Linked DNA regions of Arachis hypogaea: region 2 is linked to region 1. A link is a contact called in public Hi-C data. All regions are on one chromosome and are shown on one strand. Each heading gives the region's core, a stretch centred on a gene start, on an enhancer-like site or on the middle of the called end of the contact. The rest is flanking DNA. Distances are from core to core; before and after follow the strand shown. Region 1 holds the start of LOC112708333. Region 2 has its middle 11 kb from the start of LOC112706158.

Region 1 (6,300 bases), core at 2,226-4,725:
ATTAATAATTTCTTGCATGTCTCGTATATGGCAGACGAGATATATAATAAAATATATTAACATAAATTTATCCATACATATATTTAAGTGTAAATTTAGTATTCATTTTATTTATTTAAAAAAATCCAAAGTCCACGTCAAGTTACAACAGGAACCAGGTCGAGGTAGTCTGTTTGGTTGTGGGTGTTTATCGGGGGTCTTTCGACCTAACCTAGTCCAAATCCTTTCCAAAAAATAAAACCTCATAGATTTTAGTGGAACTGAAGCCCACCAAATTCTGATATGGCGGAGATCATTTTTGATTGATTACATACATAAAATGCTAGTTTTCATATACAAAAAAAAAAAAATGCTAGTTTTCATTATTTAATAATCATACAATTACACACAAGAATTTATGCTCGTTGAAGCATGCAGCTAAATAGATATGAAAGAAAAAAGATCAACTAATATTGATACCTCCACATACAAGAATGGACAAACACATTTTGCAATTGGAAAGCTAGAAATTAAAAATAAGAAATGATCTATGATTTAATGAATTGCCTTGGACACATGGTCTTTTGAGGGATAAAGAAATCAATAACATGCTCCTTCCACTTGTTGTCATCGAGATAAATCTCATAAAAACTCACTTCCCCACTTGATCTGATGCTTAAGGCAGCGCTACTCCTAGTACCATATAAACCCTACACAATATGATGATTTCATTGGAAACTTACCAAGTCAAAGTCAACTAAAAATTATTTGCTTTTGAAAGATTAATTTATTATTACCAGTGGAGTATCTACTTCAACAAAGATGGAGCTAAGATTGTATTCCCACTCAAGAGAGCATATGTGAGGTAGTACACTTTTCTCTGCTTTCACTCTGTCCTTCATCACATTTTCAATTACCTCCTTTGCAGGTATTTCTTCTTTACCATATTTTGCTATTTCTTTTTTGAAATTCGATTCAAGTCGCTTAGCCTGGAAAAAAATATATATATATTACTGTGTTTTTTTGTGTTTGTGTAATTTGATGAAAATATTTTTTGGAAACTAAATAATTTCTTAGAATTATATCGGTGTAATTTTTTTTCCAAAGTTAGAAGAAAGATTCGAACCCAAAATTTCTAAGTGAGAATTATAATTCATTGATTTGAACCGTCTTGCATGCAGGGACAGACTTAGAGGGGGCAAGTAGTGACCTCGCCCCCTTCAAAATTTTTAAAAACTATATTTATATATGGATATGTATTTAAAAAAATAAAAAATATTATATAATTTAGTATTTTCATATGTATTATTTTTTATTATGTGATAGATTTATGTCTTAATTGTTTAATTCACTAATAACTTTAACTTAACTAATTTAATATCATACCCTCAAGTCATTGTAATTTTCAAATTAGTTTTTATATAATAATCTTTATATTTATTTAAAAAAATTATTTGTTTATTTTATATTAACATATTTAAAATTTATATTATTATTATATTAATAATAACTTACGTAGTTATATTTTGGTAATCATATTATGTACTTTAGATATTTTTTTCTTATAAAAAATATTTATTTTTCTTCTAAATTTATGTTGTTAAAAGAAAAACTTTTATAAAAATATCTTATATCTTGTATTCTATAAAGGTATTGTGTCTTTCAAATAATTAATAATTTATCATTTATTTTTAAATTTTTAAAATTTTTTAAAATAATTAATTTTAATTAATAAGATATATGATTATTTTTAACTAAACACGCTATAAATTATTGGTACTTTATAATTTTATAATGTATTATTAATATTGTTATATTTTTTATATAACTATCATATTAAAAATAAAATTTTGAAAAAAATTTATAATTATATATATATATATATATATTGATAAATTTTTTGAAAAACTAACTCTAATAACTATATGTTAATTATTTTTATCAAATAAAAAAATTATTTAAAATTTGCCCCTCCACACTAAACTTTCTGGATCCCTCCCTGCTTGCATGTAATGATTAAATTAAGCACCGGCTATATAATATACCACTAACCTTATGCCATGGTGAGTCTAATTTGTCGTTTGAGAGAACATGGAGGCCTGAAGGAACCTCTTGAATGGTTATGGGCTGTCCTTTGGGCCTATTTGAGATGTACATCATTGATTTGGTGCTAATATCAGCCACAATCAAGTTGAACCCATTGTAATAGTGAGCCTCTCTTTTCAGGCTTTCTGCAAATTCCTGTGGATGCTTTCCACTCTGCTAAAAATTAAATTGTTCATTGACAAAAAAAAAAAAAAACTTCATTGATAAAAACGTGGATGCAGGTGATTAATTAGTTTCCATAATTAAAAAAATTTAATTACTTTAGTTGTTTTTATAGTTTTATTATATTTATAATTAGATTCTTTTTTTTCTTTTAATTAGTCCTTATATTACTTTTAATTTTTTAATTAGGTTCTTATCTATATAAAACATGTTAAAGTTAACAAAATATTTTTTTGTAAATTAGAAGTACCCACAATTAAAAACCTAACTAGATCTTTAACTATTTTTTAAAAGAAATATTCTATTAATTTAAATATTTTTGACATAAAAATAATTTAATTATAAAATTAAAAATAATATAAAAATTCAATTAAAAAAATATAAAAATTTAATTATAAATTTAATAAAACTATAGAAACTAATAAAATAACTAAACAATTAAGTAATAATATGCTAGGAGTCAATAAACAACAAACTTACCATTACTTAAAATACAAAACAATAACAAAATGATTATTATTACATGCACAACTGAAAAATATTATTATTAGCGAATGTCTAAGTATCAAAATTTCATTTAAAAAATAAAGAGACAATAGCTTTGCAATATTCAATCTCTATAAATCATATATAAATTTTATGAACAAATATAGGAAACCCAATTTTAACTAACCTAGCCAATTTTTTTACTTCTTTGTAAAATTATATCTTTAGCCATCAATTTTTTCTAAAAGATTTAAAATTAAAACTTAAAGTTTAAAAGATAAATTTAAAATTTATAATCTAAAAATAAAAATTAAAATAAAATAGTTTTATAATATATATACATGTGCGTGCGCATGCGTGTATACATGAGTCTTCACCTTTAGAAATAGGAGGGGTAACTCTCCTCTGCTTTTGGCTTCAGGGAGGGTATGGAGTTCCAAAACATTGGTAAGAAAAGCTACTCTTCCTTCTCTTGAACAAGCCAACCATGTCCCCATTGCTATCTCGTCTCTTCCTCCAACAATATCATCACAATCTTCCCACCATGACACTGCCTTTGTAGGCCTTCATCACATTCATATATCCATAAGTAAAACAATATATAATATATGCAATTCCATAAAAGAAGAAACCAAATTAATTAAACTTGCCTATTATGGTACTCATCTCTGTTGCTCAAAAGAAAAAATGGGTAGAGTGGATGTGCTTGCCAAAGAAACAAAGCTATACACATTGTTCTGTGATGAATATTCTTTATAGAATCAAGACATAACAATTTACATCGCTTGCCACGTATATATATAGAGCATCACATTCAACTAATTTTCCATGCACATATTCAATTCTTAATTATTACATCAAGTTGGCAAAAAATTTCATCCATTATTAAAAAGCTAATAATAAGTAGCTAAATTGAACGCAGCATTGTTACACTTGCACAACTTCGGACACAAGCATTTATGATCGAGGTTGAGTAGAACAAAGAACTATATATATATATATATATATATATATTCATTAGTCGGGTTACATCTTCTCCTTCTTCAACTGCATCCTAGCTATAGCTCCTAGCCGCAGAACTATATATGGGGGTTAGTTGTTGAGAATTTTTACTACTAAAGATGTTTATTATTCAATTTAGTTGCGATGAAAGTGTAAAGTTTATGTGATTCCTTTATTTTTAATTTTGGTATATCACAAATGTTCTTTAGTGCAACCCAAAAAAAATTGTACTAAATTTACTTATCTTATTACTCCAAATATCAAATATGGTGGCTCATTTATAGGGCTAGCAGAATATCAAATCAGAGAATTAGGAGAGAAGAACTGTCCAAATTATTGTTTCTTTAAATACGACATACCCCTTCAGCTACCAAAGGGTTCCAAATTGCCACATTCGGAAAATCTGTGCACCTTTTATGGGATCTTAATACACTCCTTTCATATCAACAATGCATTATGTTTATAATTTCTGTGGCAACAATCATCAATACTCTTAACAACATAGAAAAGCAAGGCAAAGGAGATAGCACCAAATTAAAGTAGTTTTGTTTGTACTAGGGTTACTACCATGCTACAATAGCTACATGTAACTTTATGTTATCCACTTTATGGCCTATAGGCTGTGGTACAACTCTAGAATATCGTCTTTTTCTTTTTCAATTTTTGCTTCATTTTCACCGAAAAGCAACTTTTATCAATTAATGCAATATATATAGCTTAGAAAATGGTCAAAAGAAAAATTATCATAAAAATAAGAGAAAATTCCACTCTTCTCGCCTAAGAGATGTTAAAATAATACTTTTTTTCTCTTTTATTTATAAAATATACATTCTCCTCTTTTATAACTTTTAAAAAACTTCTTCTTTAATTCATTTTAAATTTATTGAATTAACTAATATTAATTTTATCTATTTTTTTAAAAAAAATTATTTTTTACAAAAATATTATTTAACAAAAATTTTACTTTTTTTATTAAATTTTGCTTACCAAAATATCTTTTAATTAATAAGTTTTTTTTGTTAATTAAATTATATTTTTATTAAAATATTTTTTAAAATAATTTAATAATTAAATTATTATTTTCTAAGATACCCTTCAATAATTTTTTAATTATTAAATTGTGATTTTACCAAAAATTTCGTTAACAATTATTTTTATATTTTACTATTAATTTTCTGATATCAATATATATTATTTTAACATTAAATAAAAAAATCTTGCCACTATTAATATGTATAACAATTAATATATATTGATATCTGAAAATAATCTTACTAAGATTTTTTTTTATTTAATGTTAAAATAATATATATTGATATCGAAAAATTAGTAATAAAATATAACTATAATTGTTAATAAAATTTTGATAAAATCATAATTTAATAATTAAAAAATTATTGAAGGATATCTTAGAAAAAATAATTTATTAAAAGATATTTTGGTGAGTAAAATTTAATGACAACGAAATAAAATTTTTGGTAAAGAGTATTTTTGTAAAAAATAAATTAATTTTTTTAAAAAATAAATAAAGTTAACATTAATTAATACAAAAATAAAATTTAAAATAAATTAAAGATGAGATTTTTTGAAAGTTATACAAAAAAATATATATTTTTTACAAATAAAAAAAAAGAAAATATTATTTTAACATCTCTAAAAAATGGGTAAAATTTTCTCAAAAAAAGAACTAGTAGGGTACATGCATATGTAGTTGGGAAAATATTGGTGATATGGCAAAACTATGACTATCAATATATTATTGGGAAAATGGTGGGTGTCAAAATTTCCTTTCTAGTTATATTACTTGGCATGGTCATCTTAATCACTTTATAAAATTTATGATTCTGTTTCATCTCATCTAATTTTTTAAAAAATATGAAAAAAAAAAAAGACGAGAATGAATTCTTGACTTAACTAAGAGATATAAATATAATCCAATACAATTGGTACTTTATAAATATAATCCAATACAGAAGATATTGGCGACACAAAATTAAAAGCAGTTAACGTGGGAAAAAACTAACCACTTAAAAATATGTGTATTCTTCCTTTTTCTTTTTTTGTTTTGTTCGAAAATGGAAATTCCATTAATAAACGAAGAGAATTATAAGTGGAGCATAGAGATCAACAGTTTATAAAGAAGTGAGATTTTTCAAGGAAATTAATTTAAAAAAAAATCATAGAATTAGGGAAAGAACTCACTCAAAAAAAAAAATGAAGATTTTTACACTCTAATCCAAAACTTTTTGTATTTCATATTAAGTGTCAAATTAATTAATGGGTCTTTTATCTTATAAATTTTTAACTCTTTTTTATTTTTTTTAATGTGAAACTAATTTCATGCACTCCTCACACTTGCAATATTAACACGAATTTCATAAGCTTATGACCTCTACAAAAATACGAATAATTTCTTTGACTAAAACTTTATAAGAAGCTAGAGTAGTTTTGTTCCTAGATATTATTAATTTGAAGATAATTGTAATAAAACACTTGTTGAAATCAATAAAACAATTTATATTGAATAAGAAGTATATACATAAAAAATGTTAAATCATAGGAGTA
Region 2 (6,300 bases), core at 2,646-5,145, 38 kb after region 1:
TGTTCATTACCGAGAACTGAACAAATAATAGATATATTAATTAGACCCCTCTCTTCTTTTACTTTTGACAAGCTTAGGAACAAACTTAGAGTAGTACAAAACCCACTCTTGAGTTTGATACATTCATTTTTCACAATAATAAGTACATTTTTAGCATTTCAATTTTTTTTTATTCTTCGCATTGTTTCTTTTAGTAAAGTTTATTCATGATCACCCACCAAAATCACTTCATGATCCGATAATATTCATAAATATTTTGTTAATATTAAAATATTATTGATTTATTAGTTGATATTAAATTATTATCATATTTATATAATTTTTTTAAAAAAATTTTAATTTTTAATTTTTATTTTCTCAATATCCAATTATCTAATCCAAATTAATTTATTCTTAATCAATTTGAGTTAGTAAAGGTTATTATATAACCTACTTCCTGATAATAAGTTTCATATGAAGGCATTATTTTCGGAACAATAGAATTGCACTATGTTATAAGCAATAACACCTTGTTAGTTTAATCTACATCATAAAAATTAATTTGTCTTTTGATACTCAATTTATATTTGAATAAAAAATAACTACCTAAATTGTTTTGCTTATAAAAATCAGTCTCGAAAAGAATAGTTTTGATAATTAAATTAAATGACATGTTTTAACGTTAAATTTTTAATTTTGTAGAAGCTTCAAAAGTTATTTTTTGAGTTTTTAACTTATAAAAAGTAGTAATATTAATATCTGGTATAATTTTTAAAATTAAATTATAGTTTTCTAAAAAAAATTTTAAGTGTTTATAGAGAAGTTAAAAAAATAACTTCTCTCATAATAATTTTTTTTGTCACATTTCTTTTAAAATAAGCACTTTTAGAACTAAAAAACCAAATACAAAATAACTTATTTATAAGTTAATTTTAATATAAACATTTATTGTTTAAGTTATTTTTTTTTAAAATGAACTTAATTATATTATTTATCCAAATTGGACCATAGTCTTGTTTGGGCCTGATAATGCGATTCGAGCAAAAACACTCCGACTTAAGTTAGTGAGTATTTTTAGGCGTTAGTCAAAATTGAGTGTTTACTTTAAGTGTTTTCATTTAAAATATTTTTGAGACGTTATGATATAGTCGTTTTACGATTTTAATCTCATAATTTGGTAACGTCTTTATTTATTTATTTTTTTTATAGTTTTTAATTATTATCCGTTAAATTTTATTGAACACATAATTGGATATTTCATATTATCGGTCACTAAACCTTGTCCATTCTTACAAATGCCAAAAGAAAGAGACGCCATCTTACTAATGATGATCGATGTTTCCATGTAGAAACGATGCTGAATCCACTCTCCATGTCATTCGAGATTGATTTTTTGCGAAAAACATATGGCAAAACCTCATGATTGATGATCAATTTCGCCAGTTTCTGAGTTTAGATATGATGAACCATCTCATCTTTGGTTTTACCACAACAAGCTCATTTTTTAAGATAGGTTGATTTCTTCCGCTACAGCTTTTATCCAGATTAAGACTATGCATGAGGAATATTTACATGAATGTGCATTGGAGGCAGAAGCATAATACTCCAACTTCAAATATTCTTAATCGTTGGCTCCCTCCTCATGAGAATGAAATTAAGCTAAATGTTGATGGCTCTTTTTTCTTTGACTAGAATAGTGCGACGTGCGGTGGAGTTTTTAGAGATCACTTGAAAAGGTATATCATTGGTTTTGCTTCTAACTTGGGCAGTCGTATTATGCAGGTGGAATTGTGGGAGATTGTGCGCAGTCTCCCGATTGCTGTGGCAAACAATTTCAACCGAGTTGTTATTGAAACAGACTCATCCTTGTGCACCGATTCTTGCTGATATCAACACTCATGTCTAACGACTTAATGTCTCCGGATGATCACATACTCTTATAGAGACAAATTATGTTGTAGATACGCTTGCTAAAAAGAGACAGACCCTTTTCTTTTAACCTACACATTTTTTATGTGCCTCCTTCCGATATTAACTTAGCTTTAGATTTAGACTGTTTTGACTTTTTGCGTCCTAAAAGTTCTTAATCTGGGTGGTTATTTCTTGTTTTTCTTCCTTGCTTGCGGTCTTTGTGTTAGATTTTTTCTCTCTTTTTGAGGCCCAAGTCCAAATTTTTGGGGATGTATTCTTGCACCCTAGTGTTACAATTTTAATATATATTTTGCAGTTATTGAGAGGTAGAGAGTGTAGCCACCAAAGAGAGAAAGAAGAGGAAAAACATAATTCTCGTTTTTATGTAAAGCAGTAAATTTCAAATGGCAGTTTCTCATTTTTTCACCGTTGGATTAGATTAAAATTTAAACTGCGTGTTTCTATCATCTTGTTCTTCATTTTGGTTGGTGGAGATGTTGATTGGATATTTTCAGTGAGAGAAATTGGCTTAGCAAGAGAGAAATTAGGTTTCCCATTTTTACACAGAGTAGCAATCTTTGAATGGCAGTTTCTCATTTTTACATCGTTGGATTGACGTGAAATTTGAACTGTAGATTCTTCACATTCTGTTCTTCATTCTGAATGGTGGAGATGTTATTTGGAGATATGCAAAGAGAGAAATTGGCTTCGACAGCAGCTTTGTTTTTTAGGTATTTTTCATCTTCTTGCTTCTTATATTTAAGCTTTGGTACTTTGATGATTTGGCTGGCTATATGCACGTTTTTGTGTTATGTTTGAGACTCTCTTGTACTTCATTTGATTATAGTGGAGCTATTTCGTTGGTATGGACGACCTGTAGTTTTTACCTTTCACATTGAGAGAATTTTTCACGTTAAAATTTCGGTGTGTTCTTGTTATTGTTTTGCTTGCTATATTTGCTTGTTATAATTGCTGCCATATTATATTGTGAGTGCTTTCATATTGTTCTTGTGTTAAATATTTGTGTTATTTTAGGCTCTTTCACTTTAACCCCTAACTCATTAAGAAAAAAAAAACCCTTGTCCATATAACAAGTCCATTCTTTTCTCTTCAAATATAAGAGTATAACCACTTGTTTTTCAACAGATCGTATGAAAGATATAAACACTTTATTATAAGTGATGATGTTCCTAAAAAAACACACACTGATTACTAGCTATAGGTTTTAATATTTCCCCCCCTTTACTATACATTTCACACCACTGATTATTTTAACGAAAACACTCAATCCTCTTATCTCTTTATTCTCTTGTAAATTGCTATCTTCTTATCCTTATGACTTTAATCTTCTTTTATCAATCAATGAAGCGGGGCCAACTGCATTTATAGTCCAATTCAAAGATAGGATGTCATTAACAGGGTGAAAAGATCCTCAGCGAGGATTTGTTTTTGTTCAACCAAAAAAGAGAACTAAAAAAAGAATTTGGATCCTCTAAATTTTAAATTTTTATTTGAGAAAATAATATGTGATCTCTCATCCTTAAATAATTTTTCTCTCATATTTTCTCTCGATTCTACCTATGAAATAAATGATTAGAGTCATACTTTATCCTTTAAAGTAAAATTTAAAATTTAGAGAATCCAAATAAAAAAAATAAAAAAAATGCAACATGCAAGCCCTCATATCATGTCCTAGTCTAAATGTCTAATACAATACAATATATAGTCTGGTGCCTTCCTGCGATGTATATTGCTGATAATGACTAAAGGCAATTAAAATGGAGAAAAAGAACCAAATTATTTATTGTTAGAATAAGATAAACAACATTTAAATTATTTACAGACCTTTAAATGTTTATTTAAACCTTCCACACTTATTTAAGTGGACTAGTAAATTTACCATCCAAGGTGATTTGTTCTTGAAGTTATTATCATATTATGAGCTCCACATAAGCTAAGGCCTAAGCTTCGTTCAACCCTTTTTTTGGGTCATAGTACAGGGAAAACCTCCTCCTACTAACTCAAGCGAGTTTTTCTAGAGATTGGATTAGGCTTAGGCCATTTTCAGCCCAAGACAATACTGTAAAAATCTGTTGGCGGGCCCAAAAAAGAAACACTGGAAGCATGGCCTAGACAAAAAAGAAAATAACACACAAAAAGTTTGACTCCCTCAAAGCTTTTCCTTACTTTCCGAAAAGCCCATCAGTTTGGGGTCATCACTGATTCAATATATCCTGAATGGAACCAAAAGAAAAGCCCATGGATCTGAAGTTTTATTGATTATGAGACCTTTAGTTTTGAAAGACCAATTTTTTTTTTTTTAAAAAGAAAGAGTCTCCTAGTCAAGACTAGGAAAACATCCCATCCAAAAAAAAAAAGAATGAAAAACATAAATTAAAAACAAAAGAAGAGTGAGACGGTGAGACCCCCCACTCCCCTAGTGACTAGGGATGTATATCGGCCGGATGAAACTGTCCTAATTTAAATTCGACTTTAAATATACACTAAATCTATTTGTTAGACCGTAATTCGACCATAGACTTGATAAAAACGAAATATTTTTGGACCACAATTATATCGGGTGAAAACCGGGCCTTTAAAGAAACTTAATTATGATACACTTATTTATAAAGAAGAAACTTGTTATCGAGTTGATATCCATATTTGAACTTGAATTTGTCCATAAATTCTAATTTGATGATTCTTTGATCTATTTTCTAATTCAATAAGTGTGATTAAAAAAAAATAACAAGCTTATAATTAATATAACATAATATTAAAATTAATTTAAAATATATATACCTTTTTTAGTTCCCTTAAGGTGCACATGGGTCGGGTGAATTTGAGTTCGTCTTGACCGAATCCAGCCCTAAATAATGATCAGGTCTATTTTTCAGACCTGAACTCGGCTGAAACCACACCAAATCAGCCCCTAAAATATTCAGATCCGCACCATGTCTTCGGACCGGATCGAGCCATGTACACCCCTACTAATGACTAGTGCATGCGAATGCAGTTTTTTTTTCATTGGCAAGTTTCTGTACTATGCTATACTATATACTATCTTCATTTAAATATTTTTTATTTTAAAATTCTCATACATTTATATTTTTTTTGGTGTCTGATATGTTTATAATTTAATAGAGTACATGAATTATATCTAAAATTATTTCAATTTCTAGTATACCAAAATTTTAAAATGGAATAATGCTCTTTGATTTATTGTCTATTAGACCTAAAGAAGTTAAATAATTGATGCATTGAAAATTGTTCTCCAGACAAAAACATAAAAGAAAAAAAGGCAAAAAATTGTTGTTTTATTAAGAGATTTTTTAAAAATAGAAATAAAACAAAAAACTAGCCGATTTTTTTCTCTTCGTACTGTGTAGTCTCTAACATTTTTTTAGTATCCCAATCGGCAAAATGACCGAAGATGAAACTCCAACTAAACAAGAAATAACAAATCAGGAGCGAGACTTACTTCAACGAAGTGTTAAGAATGTGTGGAAAGATGAAGAAGGTTTCTTGGATACCACTACTCTGGTGCCAAGAATTGAGGAATGGATGCAAGGAAATGAAAAAGAAGTTGGCAAACAAGACTGACATTGATAACGGGAGTGGCAAAAATGAAGGAGAAGGCCACAATAGGACCTACGCTGACATGGTGACTGGCAGAACTGAATGAGAAAATCGGAATCAGACTTATGCTAATATGGTGACCGGTGAAGCGCTAGAGTCGGAAGATGAAACCCTAGATTCCGAAGAGGAGGAGAAGGACAAGAAAGCTGTACTTGAAATAGGAAATATGGATAATGAAATAGAGGAGCAGAAAAAAGAAAATAGTAAAGCAGAAATTACAGTAGAAGATATGGGTCAGGGGCTATTCAACATAGTTATAAATGAGGAAGCCAACAGGAACTATGAAAAACATTGTGGAGACCCAAATTGTTAAACTCATAGGAAGGAAAATCGGTTATACAGTGATCAAGAGGAGGATTGAAAATCTGTGGAAAAAGTTGCCTGAGCTCGATTTTATAAACCTTAGGAATGAATTTTACTGAGTCAAGTTTTATTCTCAAGAAGACTTGGATTTTTCTCTTTTAAAAAGACCATGGAAGATATATGATCACTACTTAGCGATAAGGCTTTGGGAACCCAATTTCAACCCTCTCCTAACCACCGTTGATAAGATCACAACATAGATAAAACTTTCAGGACTACCTATAGAGCTCTACAATGAAAAAATTCTTAGGAAGATTGGAGGCCAAATAGGAAGAATATGTGTAAACTCCGATAAATTAGAAGATAATTAGTCAATAAATTAGTTTTTAATAAGAAAAATTAGAAATACGAATATTATATCAAATTAAGATAGAGCTCATCGAAAAGAGAATTTTGACATTAATTTCG

Evidence for each region. Hi-C and Micro-C count contacts between places; a contact is called where the count stands out from the background.
Region 2: a contact with region 1 is called in a Hi-C map of leaf, with 2.5 times the contacts expected there. The contact joins the enhancer-like site here to the promoter of LOC112708333 in region 1. A contact is called at or near these places in 5 of 8 Hi-C or Micro-C datasets (leaf and an unstated tissue).

The regions. Positions count from the first base shown.
Region 1 is chr8:12,651,225-12,657,524 of arahy.Tifrunner.gnm2.J5K5, forward strand. It overlaps LOC112708333, which reads right to left and starts at 3,476. Exons shown (of 5, transcript XM_025760507.3): 1 at 3,384-3,476; 2 at 3,111-3,297; 3 at 2,032-2,238; 4 at 777-968; 5 at 309-689. The coding sequence starts at 3,466. The coding sequence ends at 528.
Region 2 is chr8:12,688,411-12,694,710 of arahy.Tifrunner.gnm2.J5K5, forward strand. No RefSeq gene overlaps it. Among protein-coding and RNA genes, the nearest start is that of LOC112706158, 11 kb to the left of the region's middle. Within about 2 kb of position 3,896, at least 3 of the 3 cell types and tissues checked have open chromatin away from gene starts, as enhancers often do.